3 separate regions of the Zea mays genome follow, and regions 2 and 3 are each linked to region 1. Evidence: chromatin contacts called from public Hi-C data. All regions are on one chromosome and are shown on one strand. The core of a region is the stretch at or near the end of the contact, and the rest is flanking DNA. Distances in the headings are between cores, read along the strand shown.

Region 1 (4,428 bases), core at 1,172-3,671:
GGGGAGTTTTTGAAATCTTTGATCAATCTCTTTTGGAATGACTCTCTTTATGCTTCAACATGTGTGTTTGACTTAGAGATAGAGATTTGAGCTTGATTTGCAAAAACAAACCAAGTGGTGGCAAAGGATGATCCATATATGCCAAAAATGAATTTGAGTTTTATTCGAAGTGATTTTGCACTTGTTCTAGTTGCTTTATGTTGTGTTGGCATAAATCACCAAAAAGGGGGAGATTGAAAGGGAAATGTGCCCTTGGGCCATTTCTAAGTATTTTGGTGATTGAGTGCCAACACAAGTGTTTAAATGTGAATTCATGCTTATGGATGGACAAAGTGCAAAACAAGAGCAAAGGTATGTTTCTAAGTCTTAGTACATTAGTTTTGTGTACTAATATACTTGTCTAAGTATTAGAAACAGAAAGAAGAAGAAAAGAGAAGAAAAGAGAAGAGTTGGCTGTGTACAGCCAAAAGGCTGTTTCGGTCTGGGGCACCGGACTGTCCGGTGGTGCACCGGACAGTGTCCGGTGCGCCAGGCTGCCTCGAGCGAAGTGGCTGCTCTCGGGAATTCGCCGACAGCGTACGACTATAATTCACCGGACTGTCCGGTGTGCACCGGACTGTCCGGTGAGCCAACGGTCGGCAAGGCCAACGGTCGACCGCGCGATCTGCGCGAGACACGTGGCCGAACCAACGGCTAGAAGGGTGCACCAGACTGTCCGGTGTGCACCGGACATGTCCGGTGCGCCAACGGCTCCAAGTCTGCCAACGGTCGGCTTCGCTATTTAAGGAAGGAAATCGGGCACCGGACAGTGTCCGGTGTGCACCGGACTGTCCGGTGCACCCGACGACAGAAGGCAAGAAAGGCCTTCCAGATCTGCTCTCAACGGCTCCTAGCTGCCTTGGGGCTATAAAAGGGACCCCTAGGCGCATGGAGGAGAACACCAAGCAACCTTAGAGCATTCTTGATCATCCACACTCAGTCTTTGCGCATTCGTTTGTCATTCGCAGTGATTCGAGCTCCGTTCTAGTGAGAACTTTGAGATAGTTTTGTGAGCTCGATTCTTGGCCGTGTGTGTGCGCATTTTGCTGTGGATTTGTGTGTGTTGCTTCCCTCCCTTACTCCGTACTTCTTTGTGAAATTCAATTGTAAGGGCGAGAGACTCCAAGCTGTGGAGATTCCTCGCAAACGGGAAAAGATCAAAGTAAAGAAGAACACCGTGGTATTCAAGTTGATCATTGGATCACTTGAGAGGAGTTGAGTGCAACTCTCGTCCGTTGGGACGCCACAACGTGGAGTAGGCAAGTTTTGTACTTGGCCGAACCACGGGATAAACACCGTGCCATCTCTGTGTTTGATTTCTTGTGGTTATTGTGTTTGGACTCATCTCTAGCCACTTGGCAACTATTGTGCTAACACTTAACAAGTTTTTGTGGCTATAAGTTTAAGTTTTTCACAGGATCACCTATTCACCCCCCCCCTCTAGGTGCTCTCAGCTGCATGGCACGGGCGCACTGTTTGACGATAGACTAGACAGGTGCGCCGTCTGCAGGATGACCCTGACGCCGTCTGCCAGCGGAGAGGACTGGACGCATTAAATGCCGAGAGGGCACATCGTCTGTCAGTATGGTGGCAGGCGGCGCGTCTTCTCCGCAATAAATGCAGAGACCTCTTGGCTTTAGAGGCCTTACGTCAGGCTCTGACCGTTGTCTTATGTCACAGACCAAAAGCCACGCGGCAGCAGCGGGCCTCCACCTTCGCGGGTAGCGCGAGCACGCAGGGTAAGACCTGGACACGTGCCAGCACCGGACCCTTACTTATTCCAGGGTTCCCCTGTCCCGGGTCCTTGCTGTGGTTCGGACCTCACTTGGAGGGACCTAGGGCCCATCCGAGGGACCCGGCATGCCTCCTTGGGAGTCCCGGATCGTAATAGAGGATCCAGATTGTGTGTAGAGGGGTCCGGTATTCCTCCGTAGAGGTCCGGACCCAACGATGCATCCTGGGGTGCATCATCTTCCCTTGCCGCACGGTGCTCCTAGACCTGCCCATGTGGTGGGTCAGGTGCCGTTCTTCGTGCGGCCAGGAGACGTCGTATGTGTACAACGTCTTTATACTATAGTAGAGGGTACCCCTGATCCAGAGTACCGACAATATTTTTATTTTTAGTAAGTAATTTGTAATTCCTAAAATTTTAGAAAATTATGGTGAATATAATATATAATATAAATGTTTTATAAATTTATATAAAGTTTGTACACCAGTAAAAATAGAATGAAAAAGATAAATTTAATATTATTTAAATCAATGTCACGTCAACTACTAATAACTAAAACTAAGGGTTGTCTCATATTCGAATTGCCTCCTCCAAGCCTTGTATTTACGCCCCAGTCCCCAGTCTCTCCACCTAGAATCGAATCCGCGATCTTCTTCTGCTCCAAGCAAAGCCGCACCCAGACCTCGACGGACGGCGAGCAGCAAGAGGGCAAGCCCGTACCCTATCGACTCGAACCTCGGAGCGGCGGATCGGTACTCGTAGGCAGTGGTGGACATGGCTTCGGCGGCGGTGATGGTGAGCTCGGCGGGCTCCCTGCTGGCGATGCTGCAAGAGCCGGCGCCGGAGCTCAAGCTCCACGCGCTCGCCAGCCTCAATTCTCTCGTCCACGCCTTCTGGCACGAGATCTCCACCAGCGTCTCCTCCATGTAAGTCCCCTCCTCCTCGCGCCCTTCCCCGCTCCTCCAGCGGCCCCCTCCACTCCCGCCCGGCCGACCCCTCAATTTGCCCGCTCTACCGCCGCCACAGCCGACGGCAGGTGCTGCATCGCCCCATCGCCGCGCGTTTCCATTAGTTTCGGTGAATTTCTGTTAGCCTAGGTTCGATTCGGGCTCGCCTGCAGAGGTCCGGCTAGATGGCGGCGGCGCCGCCGCGTCGAGTTCCATTCAGAGGGAACCCTGTGTCCGATCTGTTGGGATGGAGGTTTTGGGAGGGTTAATGTGCTACCGTTGGTAACTGGAAACCTAGAATTTTTAGAATTTAGAGCTTGTCATGACATGTCCTCCAATTTATGGACACTGTTTGCTGAAAAATTTGAACTTTGTTGCTAAGTTTCTAGATTGTTTAAGGCAACAAATCCCGAACTTCTATATTCGGGTTGTCATGATAGGGTATGAATCAAATGTGGTAACTTTGTTCTTTAAAATAAAAACTTGTAACCTGTGACAAAGTAATACTGATTATGTGTTTATACTGTTTAATGTCTCTCTTAATGTCGGAACTGCCCTTAGCTTATTGGTTGCTCCTCAGTTCAATAGAAGCTATCCAGTCATAGCGGAGAAATGAGTAAATGCTATATGAGAATTGGTGTTTATTTCCTGGGAGTTGCATTCATTTTAGAAGGATCCGTATGAATACCAAGATTCTTCATGACTGATGCAATTGATGTGCATGTGGCAATATATTTTGTCTCTTTATTATCCTGGTCACTGGTTGTAAAAAGTTTTGACAATCAGTTTGTGCTTAGGTGCTTTGCTTTGTCCTGTATTCCTATTTCCTCACAATTTGTTCCCTGCTGCTTGCAGTGAGAGTTTGTATGAAGACGAGGAGTTTGTCCAGAGGCAACTTGCAGCACTAGTTGCCTCTAAGGTATTTTTCTACTTGGGCGAGCTAAATGATGCTCTGTCATATGCACTTGGCGCTGGACCCTTGTTTGATGTTTCTGACGACTCTGATTATGCTCAAACACTGTTAGGTGAGGAACTGCCTGGTGCCTGCATCATGGCCAGTTAATTATTGCCAGCATTAAAAGTACTATGTTAACATTATTTCTTGTTTATTTTTTCAGCAAAAGCTTTGGATGAATATACTGCCATCCAATCAAGGGGCACTGGGGAAGAAAAAACGATCGACCCTAGGCTGGAGGCCATAGTGGAAAGGATGCTGGACAAGTATGATAGTTTCCTCATGGTCCATTATTTCTTGGTTTATTAAAATGCAGTTCTGAGTTCACACATACATGTTGCATTTCAGGTGCATTCTTGATGGAAAATATCAACAGGCCATGGGTATGTCTGTTGAGTGCCGGAGACTGGATAAACTGGAGGCAGCAATTTCCCGATGTGATAATCTTCATGGAGTGCTTTCATATTGCATCAATCTGTCTCACCAATATGTTAGTCACCGTGAATATAGATTAGAGGTAGGCAATGCTATGGATGATTGGTATTATAAATCCTGTCAACTAATTCAACCTCTTGTGATTGGCACACAACTACTGTGCACAAAATATTAGAAAATTGGCTTGTGATCTAACGTTTTGTTTTTGTATTTCTAGATTCTACAATGTCTTGTCAAAATATATCAGACATTGCCAAATCCAGATTATTTAAGCATTTGCCAGTGTCTTATGTTCTTGGGTGAGCCTGAAAGTGTTGCGA
Region 2 (4,428 bases), core at 652-3,151, 240 kb before region 1:
GGGGATTGTTTGCATATCCAGGAGATAGCATGAGGGACTGGTTGTCATTGTAGATTCCCTTCAAGAACAAAAATATTTAGGGAAAAAAGCTATTAACAGAACACAAAAAAGCTCAGTAATTCCAGCAACTTACGGGAGATACGGAATGGAGCCCCTCCATACTCACATAATGGGGATATTCCTCCCATTGTCCTGAAGGGTTCATGTAGCCTACAGTAAGGGGAAGAAAAAGGACATTAAATTTAAAATAGCACTCCATGAAAAGTGAAAGTTGCTGCCTTGATACAGAGCCTAAGTCTGGAATTGAATAATACACTTCAGTGCCCTCATTAGGACAAGATTGACACTTCCACAATTAATTCAAATAGAGGTGAACAAAGCAGATTACTGAAAATTTATTATCAATTGTACAACCAGTCAAAAGACAAATTCAGCCAGAAACAACAGAAACATGATTGTTTAGAAGCTATGGATATATATTTGTCTTGTGCTTCATGCAACAGAATTCAGAACATGTGCTAACATTAATTAAAAAGGCAATGGATGTACCCTAACCTCCAGGATAGAGTGGTTGTGGCTGTGGTGCATACACATTTTGATGGTAGGGAAAAGGTTGTTCTCCAGGTTTTCCGACAGAGCTAGCCTTCTCTGGCGGGCCTTTTTGCGATTTCAAGGAGCTGCCGCCGCGTGCATTGCCTGTAGTCACATTCTCCGTACCAGAAAGAATCTGTCACAACAGCAACATATTCATGACAACATATTCATGAGCAACATTTCAAAGCATAGATGAGAAGGAGATAAACTCTAGATGGAAGCTAAATTACCTGGTCCCTAGCGTTTGCACTCTTGGAGGGATTATTATCAAGTGCAGGTTCAGACTGCAGCGGAATCACACTATCTACAAAACATAAATATAGAAAGATAAGCTGGCAGCAGGAATCGTGGGAAGTTACCTTGTTATTGTGCAAAATAGCCAAAACTCAAAGAGAAGGATGGCAAGCTGTACAACTCCTCAATCCTAAGCATTCCGAAGCTACTACACGCATATGCACAGGACAAACTCACGCGTTGCCATGACCAGGCCATCAGAAGCAGCTAGCTGTGTCCTGCTGTACAGCAGATTACTCGAATACCTAATATGTACTGAAGCTAGAGCTTCCCATTGTACACCGACGATCGTATCCTGCTCGTACTGGCAGCAACATTGCCGTGCTACCTCGTGTAGAACGGCTAGTCGCTACGGCTAGCAATCCCCTGAACGCCTGAACCGTCCACCTGTAGGCGGACGTGCCCCAGCAGAAGGGGTGGGAAAAAAAGGAAGAAAAGACGCTATTGCCCTCGCGAAGACGTGGGGCAACGTAATCAGCACAAATCCCAGCCGCCCCGTGCTCCGCGCATCTTCTTCCACGGCTAGGTGCGAGCACGCAACCCCGACGGAACATTCGCAGCTACGAGGCTTCCGCTGAGCAAAGGAATCGCAGCTCCGGAACCAATCTTGACCTAGGGAGCCCCAACAGAGCCCCCCACCGCGACGTCGGCAGCAGGGCCCGCCCCGAGATCACAGCCCCGGCGGGAATTCCGACCGAAACAGCGCGCAGGACCCTTCGAGCAAGAGAATTCGAGCAGCGACAAGGCAAAATCACGACCCAGCGGCGAGGGGGAATCAGAAAGTCAAACCCCCCAATCCAGCAACAGGGGGCGCAAGGTCGTCGCACCTGCGGGGCCCTGGGCCTGGTGCGGCGCGGCGGCCATGGCGGAGATCCGGGCGCGGCTGTAGGTGGCGGGCGCGGGCTGGTGCGTCGGGATTGGAATCCTCCTCCCGGCGAGGGTTTAAGCATCAGATTCGGGCGGGGGAGGGAAAAAAAAGAGAGAGAAAGAAGTTTTCCCCCCTTTGCACGTGACGAGAAGGGGGGAAGAAATGAAACCACGAGCGTCTCTGCCCACCAGTGATATTATACAGCCGCGGCTGCAGGCGACGTGCCCCTCGCGTCGCGCTGGCTGATCCCGGCCAGGCGGCCAGCCCACCAGGTTCGTCCTTAACGGGTCTGATCGATCGGGCGGCTTGCCGGCTTGGGACCCGGTTGTGTTAGTGGGACAGTACTCAAATAGTCAGATCTGATCCGGACTCAGGGATAGACAGATCCGGCTTCTTACGGCCATTTTTAACCAGCCCGGTCAGGATCAGCACGTGCCGTTTTAGGATGAGGTGCACGCACGCCACGGCGCTTTGCTTGTACGTAGCTGCACTCTGTTTTTTTAGCTTGGCAATCACATTAGTAGTACAGCAATTATTAAGTATAATAACAGAACACAGGACGAATAAGGTGCCAAAAAAAGAGAGAACAGCTAGCTTACGAGAAAATTGGACCATATATTAATAGTAGGAATAAAAAAATTAATCACTATATGAATATGTTAAAAATGGCGGTAAGAATTTGTAGAGCCAGCGACGGCCTATACTATTACTTTATTAGTATTGCTTTTAGCCAGACAAGATCACGAGAGACTAGTTCATTTACATGAATCGAGACCCATTGGAGCCTCTTGGGCAATATATCGGTATCAGACTATCTGTAGTGGTTCTCGTGAGTTGTCCCCTTCGCCCTTTTAGCGGATACAGTTACCCTTCTTCCGTCGTAGTGGTTTTCCCTACGCCGCACCGATACTTCGTAGTGACCTTCTCTCTCCCTTCAAATGAAGGGGACCGCTACTGAGCTTTTGTATTCCTCTTCACCCGCTCGCTCCGTCTTCCGCATTCCTGGAAACGACGGGACCCGGAGGTCCCTGCCCAAGTTCGCGGCGACATCACTCCCTCCAAACGCTCTGACCCTCCATGGAGGCATTTTTCAGAGCGTCGAGTCTTCGTCTCGCGTCATTGGCCTTATCCTGAAGCTACGCTAGAGCGACTCCTTGCTCGGTGGGAATCTCCGGGTGGATTTAAAGACTATTAGAAACTCCCACCTCCTTTTACAGTGCATCCTAAGACGTCGGAGTGGCCAGTCCAATAGTCATCCTAATCCTAGCCATTTGCAAGTTCACTATAACACCCCGTCCACTCCTGGACTAGCGGTACTTGCTCCTGGTATCCCTTTAAGAGCATAGACCATCCACACAAACCAAAAAGAGTCTTTTGTGTGCACTTTGTCCTCGTGCGCACCTAGGAAAACTTTTCGGTCGGTCATCCATCCCAAGATTTCTCTAGGTCAAGCACGCTTAACCTGGAGGTTCTTTCAAGACAGGCTTCCGAAAAAGAAGATGCACATTACTGATATGAGTACTATATTACTTCTATTAAGCCTTAGGTCAGGATATCACCATCCACTGGGGCCAGGATATCACAATCTACCCCCCTTAGAAGACAGACATCCTCGTCAGTCAACCCAAGCCAGGAAACTCTCCTCTTGGCCACATCTATGTGTCTAGTGTCGTCATATGACCATGTGACCACTCTGGGCCCATATGCTCCATGTGCCATATGCCCGAACCCCTAGCCCACACACGCCCGTGAAACCACGCGGGTCGGCTCTGGTACCATTGGTAACACCCCGTCCACTCCTGGGCTGACGATACTTACTTCTGGCAGCCCTTTAAGACCACAGACCATCCTCACATACCAACACGAGTCTTTCGTGTGCACTTTGTCCTCACTTGTGTGCACCCAGGAAAACTTCTCGAAGGGTCACCCATCCTAATATTTCTCTAGGCCAAGCATGCTTAACTTGGAGGTTCTTTCAAGACAGGCTTCCAAAAAAGAAGATGCACCTTGTTGATATGAGAACTCTATTAATTCTATTAAGCCTTAGGCTAGGATATCACCACCCACTGGAGCCAGGATATCACATTCATAAAGGTCGAAATTCCAAAGCTCACAGAAAACAACAGAGCAGATGAGCCTCGAAGGTAGAGAAATTGGTGATAGCAGGTTGTCAACGACATTAGATGCCATGCCTGGTTAGTGTGGGACCGATCCCATTATATAGGTAAAAAAGTGCAGGAATCGAGGAGTCAAACTATGTACAATTGCTAGCCTATGGACCACGATCACCGATTTCTGTCACTCGCCCACTAAAACATATTTGAGCATTTCTGTTTTCAATAACACGCTCAAAGAAGGTGTTTTTGAACCTTCGTTGCAAGGCCCCTTTGTCTTTTTCGCGGTTTTAGTCCATTATAGAAAATGAACTAATACTGCTAGGGGCTACTGTTGGGGTGTGCCTTTTACCGAAGGTCCTCAACTGATGAATTTCATTTATCTATGAACTTGTTTCAGGAATATCTAAGTAATCTTCACCAGGGAATAAGTAGCATCTTCGGCAGCAAGGCTTAAATGAAGCACTATGGAGTAGCCGAAGCAAGCAACTAGGAGAGAAAGGAAGACTTAAGTGATGTCCCCAACATGTCTCAAGGAGAAAAACATGACAATGCCCT
Region 3 (4,428 bases), core at 689-3,188, 140 kb before region 1:
CGCTGGAGGGGGGCCTCGGGCGAGATGGAGATCCTCCGAGGTCGGCTGCCCTTGTCCGAGGCTAGGCTCGGGCGAGGCGTGATCGAGTCCCTCGAATGGACTGATCCCTGACTTAATCGCACCCATCAGGCCTTTGCAGCTTTATGCTGATGGGGGTTACCAGCTGAGAATTAGGAGTCTTGAGGGTACCCCTAATTATGGTCCCCGACACCCACCCTTAGCAGAGCAAGCACTATGCCCCAGCCCCCATTGATGGCACAACAACGAAGCAAACTACACCCCTAGATTCCTCCAATTAATCAGCTAAGGGTGTCCCATACCATCCTCATGGCTGCATTGTTTTCCCGGGTGGTCTCTCAACTTACAGGTCCTTACGGAGAGGTACTCAGGAAACAGCCCGAGCCCCCTAAAGTGTCACAAGTTCATAATCATAACTAGACTAAAATCAATGTATCATATTAGTATCTCATCATGTTCATTGATTAAAGTAGCGCACTGGCATGAAGCTAACCATAATAACCCAAAAGGTAATCAAGGACAAGGTGAATAGAGAGCTAGTCAATCCTTAGGTTTCAATTATGTAATACAGGAAAATGAATTATCATGTGAATAGGACATAAGTAGGTCAGAGGACACTTGCCTTCACCAAACGAGTGCTCAGGGTATTCAATCTCATAGAACTCGAAGAGCTTGATCACTTGGTCGTTGGAGCTTGATCGTTGATTCCTCGAAGCTCGAGAACATATCGCATTCTATTCGCGACATGCGGCGAACACGAACAGGCACCATCAAACAATATATATATATATATATGCATAAGAACATTACACCATACAAGGGAAAACATTATAAAAATAAGCAAATACCAAATAGAGCTCGCTTCTATGGTCACGCGAAGAAAAGGAACGCAACAGTCGAAGCTACGGTCGAGAAGTTATCGTGTTTATGTTAAACAAGTATTAGTTAGACCATTTAATTCGACATAATTATATTAATTGACATTTATCAAAGTTGAATTAAAACTACTACTTAGTTTTGACTAACTTATTATTTTAATAGCGGACGATTAGACAAATAGCTAATTAACCGACATGAGTAATTATAAGCGAGTTTCCAGGTACTTCACCTAATTAGTTTTCGGGTTTCTCGTGACCTCACTACTACTTGTAGCAATACATATAGATAGACAAGGAGTACATAAACAAAACAGTACACTAAACATAAGAACAAACAACGTAAGAATATTCTATGCGTCGCTACGAGAGCGCATGCTCGATAACCCCTAGAATTGGAGTCATGGTTAGAAAGTTATGATTTTCAGAAGATTTATGTGATTACACAGGAAAACTATGTTCTATGTTGATTATTATAAATCATGTGAAAAAGGATATTCTAAAGAAATAACTAACTTAAGCTTAATCTAGGATATAACTTAATTAGAAATCATATGTTAGTCAACCTATAATTATAGACAAATTAACTTTGATTAGAAAGGTTAATCTATTAAACACAAGATAAATAAGTGTCTATTTATAAAAATAGGTGATCTGATAAAACAATATTGTAACTATGTGGACAATATTAAAATAAAGTTAATGCAACTTGAACGGATCCAATCGAAGTTAAAATAGATTAATTATAAATTTTACACTTGAAATTAATTTTCAAAGCCATTTCTGAATTTCCTCATTTATTTAATCTAGATAAGGATGGCGGGCACAATTTCTATAGAAGACAGGGGCTGACGTGTAAGTTTTAGGACCTATATACTCTGATGTAAGAGTGAACCACGGGTTCGGGTTGATTCTACTTATAATAAAGGGGCTCTTAAGAAAAGTGGTCGCGACTTAAAGGGTATTTTCTGATTGGAGTTGCTGGATCTAAAGCTTAAGGAGCATATTAGATTTCATATTAAACTGAACAGGTACGCAACGCTCCCCGCCGGATCACTGATCCACGCCTGAGAATGTGCCACGCCGCGAGATCGACCAAGGCCCAAGATCGTCGATGGACGGTCCAATTTCTATCAGCCGAATCGGTATTTAGGCTTCTAATCATAGCCATCACACTCGGATCCGACGACCGCGAACTTATCCTCTACCCCAGGTTGTCGACCATGGCGGTGCCCCTGCACCACGCTGGCGGCGCCCACCGGACCACACCACCCAAGTGTCTGATCGCTCGAACTCTGATTAGACGAATGCTACGCAAAGCGAGATGATGGCAAACTCGATCCTGGGCATCATACCAGTGATGATGTTGCAGCGAAGCCGAGCCACGGCGCGAGTAGGATCCAAGGCGGGGCAATGGCGTCGGCAAGAAATTATAGGCGCCTCGATCATCCCTAGGGCTCCGCAACTCCGCTTGCACACTCCACTGCGCTAGTGAAGTTCATCCACCACCTTCTGGTCCCCCCGGGGCGCCGGTGAAGGTGAGCAGCGACGACGGCGACACCAACTGCACCCGCACGGCTTGACGTTCCCCAACCACTCGGCGATGGCGTTCATAACCTGGGATAGATGATCATGGAAGGGGGCCTGGTTCCCGCTTATATACCCGATGGGAATTCGGTTGGGAGGGAGAGATTGTGGAGATCGCGGATCAAGCCCCCGTCGAACTCAGTCGAAGTTTGTTGTGATCATGCTGGGAGAAGAGGCATCTGACAAACCAGGCCCACGCGACAGCGGCTTGAGAGGGCATGCAGGACTGAGGAGTTGCCACGGCGGGACCCACCTGTAAGTGGTTGGTGCCATGCGTGAGCGTGTGTGAGCTGGTCGGCGCGGTGAAGTAATGGGCCGAGAAAAACGAAATTGGCCCATGTATGATTTTTTTCCTTTTTCCTTTTTATGTTTTCTATTCCCTTTTGAATTTCTATTCCAAATCCATAATTTAAATTTGCTTTAAACTTCACACTCAAACTCAAATGCTCAACCAAAGTGCCAGCATGAATGCATATTATATATATATATATATGCAAAATATTTTAATTATGTAGAAACCCATATTTTAGGGGAAAAAGGTTGCTTTTGAAAGTGTGGTCATTGCAACAATTTTATCCATAATTTTCAATGCTTAACACTTTATGTAGATTGGGAGAAGTTAATATATACTCCTCACCACAAATTATTTTGGTTCAAATATTTTTAAAGAGTGCTTTAATTACATAGTTATAAAGGGACCGATAAATAGTTTGAAAGCCTTTCTTTTAATTATTGTACCAACTTTTAGTTTCTTTATTTTTACCTAGGTTTTGGATATCAACCCTTAATATTAGTATTCATTTACTTTAGAGAGATATATTTTATAAAGAAAGGAACCTATTAAATAAATTTTTAACTCAAACTTTCAAAGAAAAAAAACTCCTATAAATCCTAAAACAGGATTTCGGGTGTTACAAAAGTGCATTCCTTAGATAAGTGAATAGTAGAGAAAGATTCTAGGGGGATAACTTTTAACTAAAGTTAAGCTCATTTGTTTATTTTAAATGTTCTTATGGACATCATTCCATAAGATCATTGCAGTCAAGCAAAAATCCATATCAAACATTATGCAAACATCAACATCACATGATTGTTATTATAATAATAGTGTCATAAAGAGTTTCATCGTCTAATGCAAAATCGAACTTATTACATCATGACTTATAAAACTTTAGAGTAGTCTAGTAATAGATCCTAGGGCTCCATACCGAATCCTCTTGCGGGACAGAGACACAACTATGGCAGGGACTTGGGCTTCGGGTGGATTCCTCCCTTCGAGTTGAGCTTCGAGGGCTGCAATCCTTGCATGTGCGTCTTCAAGTTCCTCATGTACCCTTGAAAGATCATGGGTAGCACTGTCCAGATTAGTGTTAAGACCTGCCACCACACCTACAAGGGTGTCGGGGCGATCTTCTCCAGCTTTACCTGGAACAACACTTGTCTTGCTTTCTCCACGAGGACGTAGGGGAAGGTGCCTGTACGTCGTGTCGTGCACCTGCTGCCGATAGGTACAACTGTGAGACCACAGAACTCTTTGAGCAGCATTGCTGACCGAAGCAACGTACGTGGATAGCAGCCTCAGTGACTCGTGAGATGATAGAGTCCTGAAACCTCTATTTCCTGCATCCAACACTCTGATATGCACACGAGTGATGTAATAACAAGCCCGAGGAGGCTCAGACACTCGCCTTGTGTCATATAGAGGTCGAACATAGGTTCCCGGTGCATGCAGGACATCCTGCAGCAAGTTTGGAAAGTGTCCCATCTCGAACATTGAAGTGTAATGTTCTACAACAGACCGCAATCCAATGAAGTTGTTTCTTGTTCATTGTTGGCATTCTCAATGTTGTCATTGTTTTGTTCTTCTTCATCACCGTCTTCATCATCACCAGAATCATCCGGATCATCACCTCCAGGAGCCGGGGCTTGGGCTAGTGGTACATGTTGT

Evidence for each region. Hi-C and Micro-C count contacts between places; a contact is called where the count stands out from the background.
Region 2: a contact with region 1 is called in a Hi-C map of leaf, with 6 times the contacts expected there. The contact joins the promoter of LOC100192484 here to the promoter of LOC100382965 in region 1. A contact is called at or near these places in 13 of 25 Hi-C or Micro-C datasets (bundle sheath, ear, leaf and 4 more) and 1 of 3 datasets of contacts at active chromatin or transcription factors (leaf).
Region 3: a contact with region 1 is called in a Hi-C map of ear, with 1.8 times the contacts expected there. The contact joins the enhancer-like site here to the promoter of LOC100382965 in region 1. A contact is called at or near these places in 3 of 25 Hi-C or Micro-C datasets (ear, endosperm and tassel).

The regions. Positions count from the first base shown.
Region 1 is chr10:67,654,799-67,659,226 of Zm-B73-REFERENCE-NAM-5.0, forward strand. LOC100382965 reads left to right here and starts at 2,422. Exons shown (of 11, transcript NM_001353406.1): 1 at 2,422-2,697; 2 at 3,574-3,743; 3 at 3,837-3,939; 4 at 4,022-4,190; 5 at 4,326-4,428. The coding sequence starts at 2,546.
Region 2 is chr10:67,411,079-67,415,506 of Zm-B73-REFERENCE-NAM-5.0, forward strand. It overlaps LOC100192484 (YTH superfamily protein), which reads right to left and starts at 1,902. Exons shown (of 9, transcript NM_001137704.1): 1 at 1,716-1,902; 2 at 825-898; 3 at 556-727; 4 at 134-210; 5 at 1-58. The coding sequence starts at 1,752.
Region 3 is chr10:67,510,618-67,515,045 of Zm-B73-REFERENCE-NAM-5.0, forward strand. No RefSeq gene overlaps it. Among protein-coding and RNA genes, the nearest start is that of LOC103641163, 24 kb to the right of the region's middle. Within about 2 kb of position 1,939, at least 17 of the 20 cell types and tissues checked have an H3K27ac peak or open chromatin away from gene starts, as enhancers often do. A contact at or near this core is called in ear, endosperm and tassel, where this site is marked.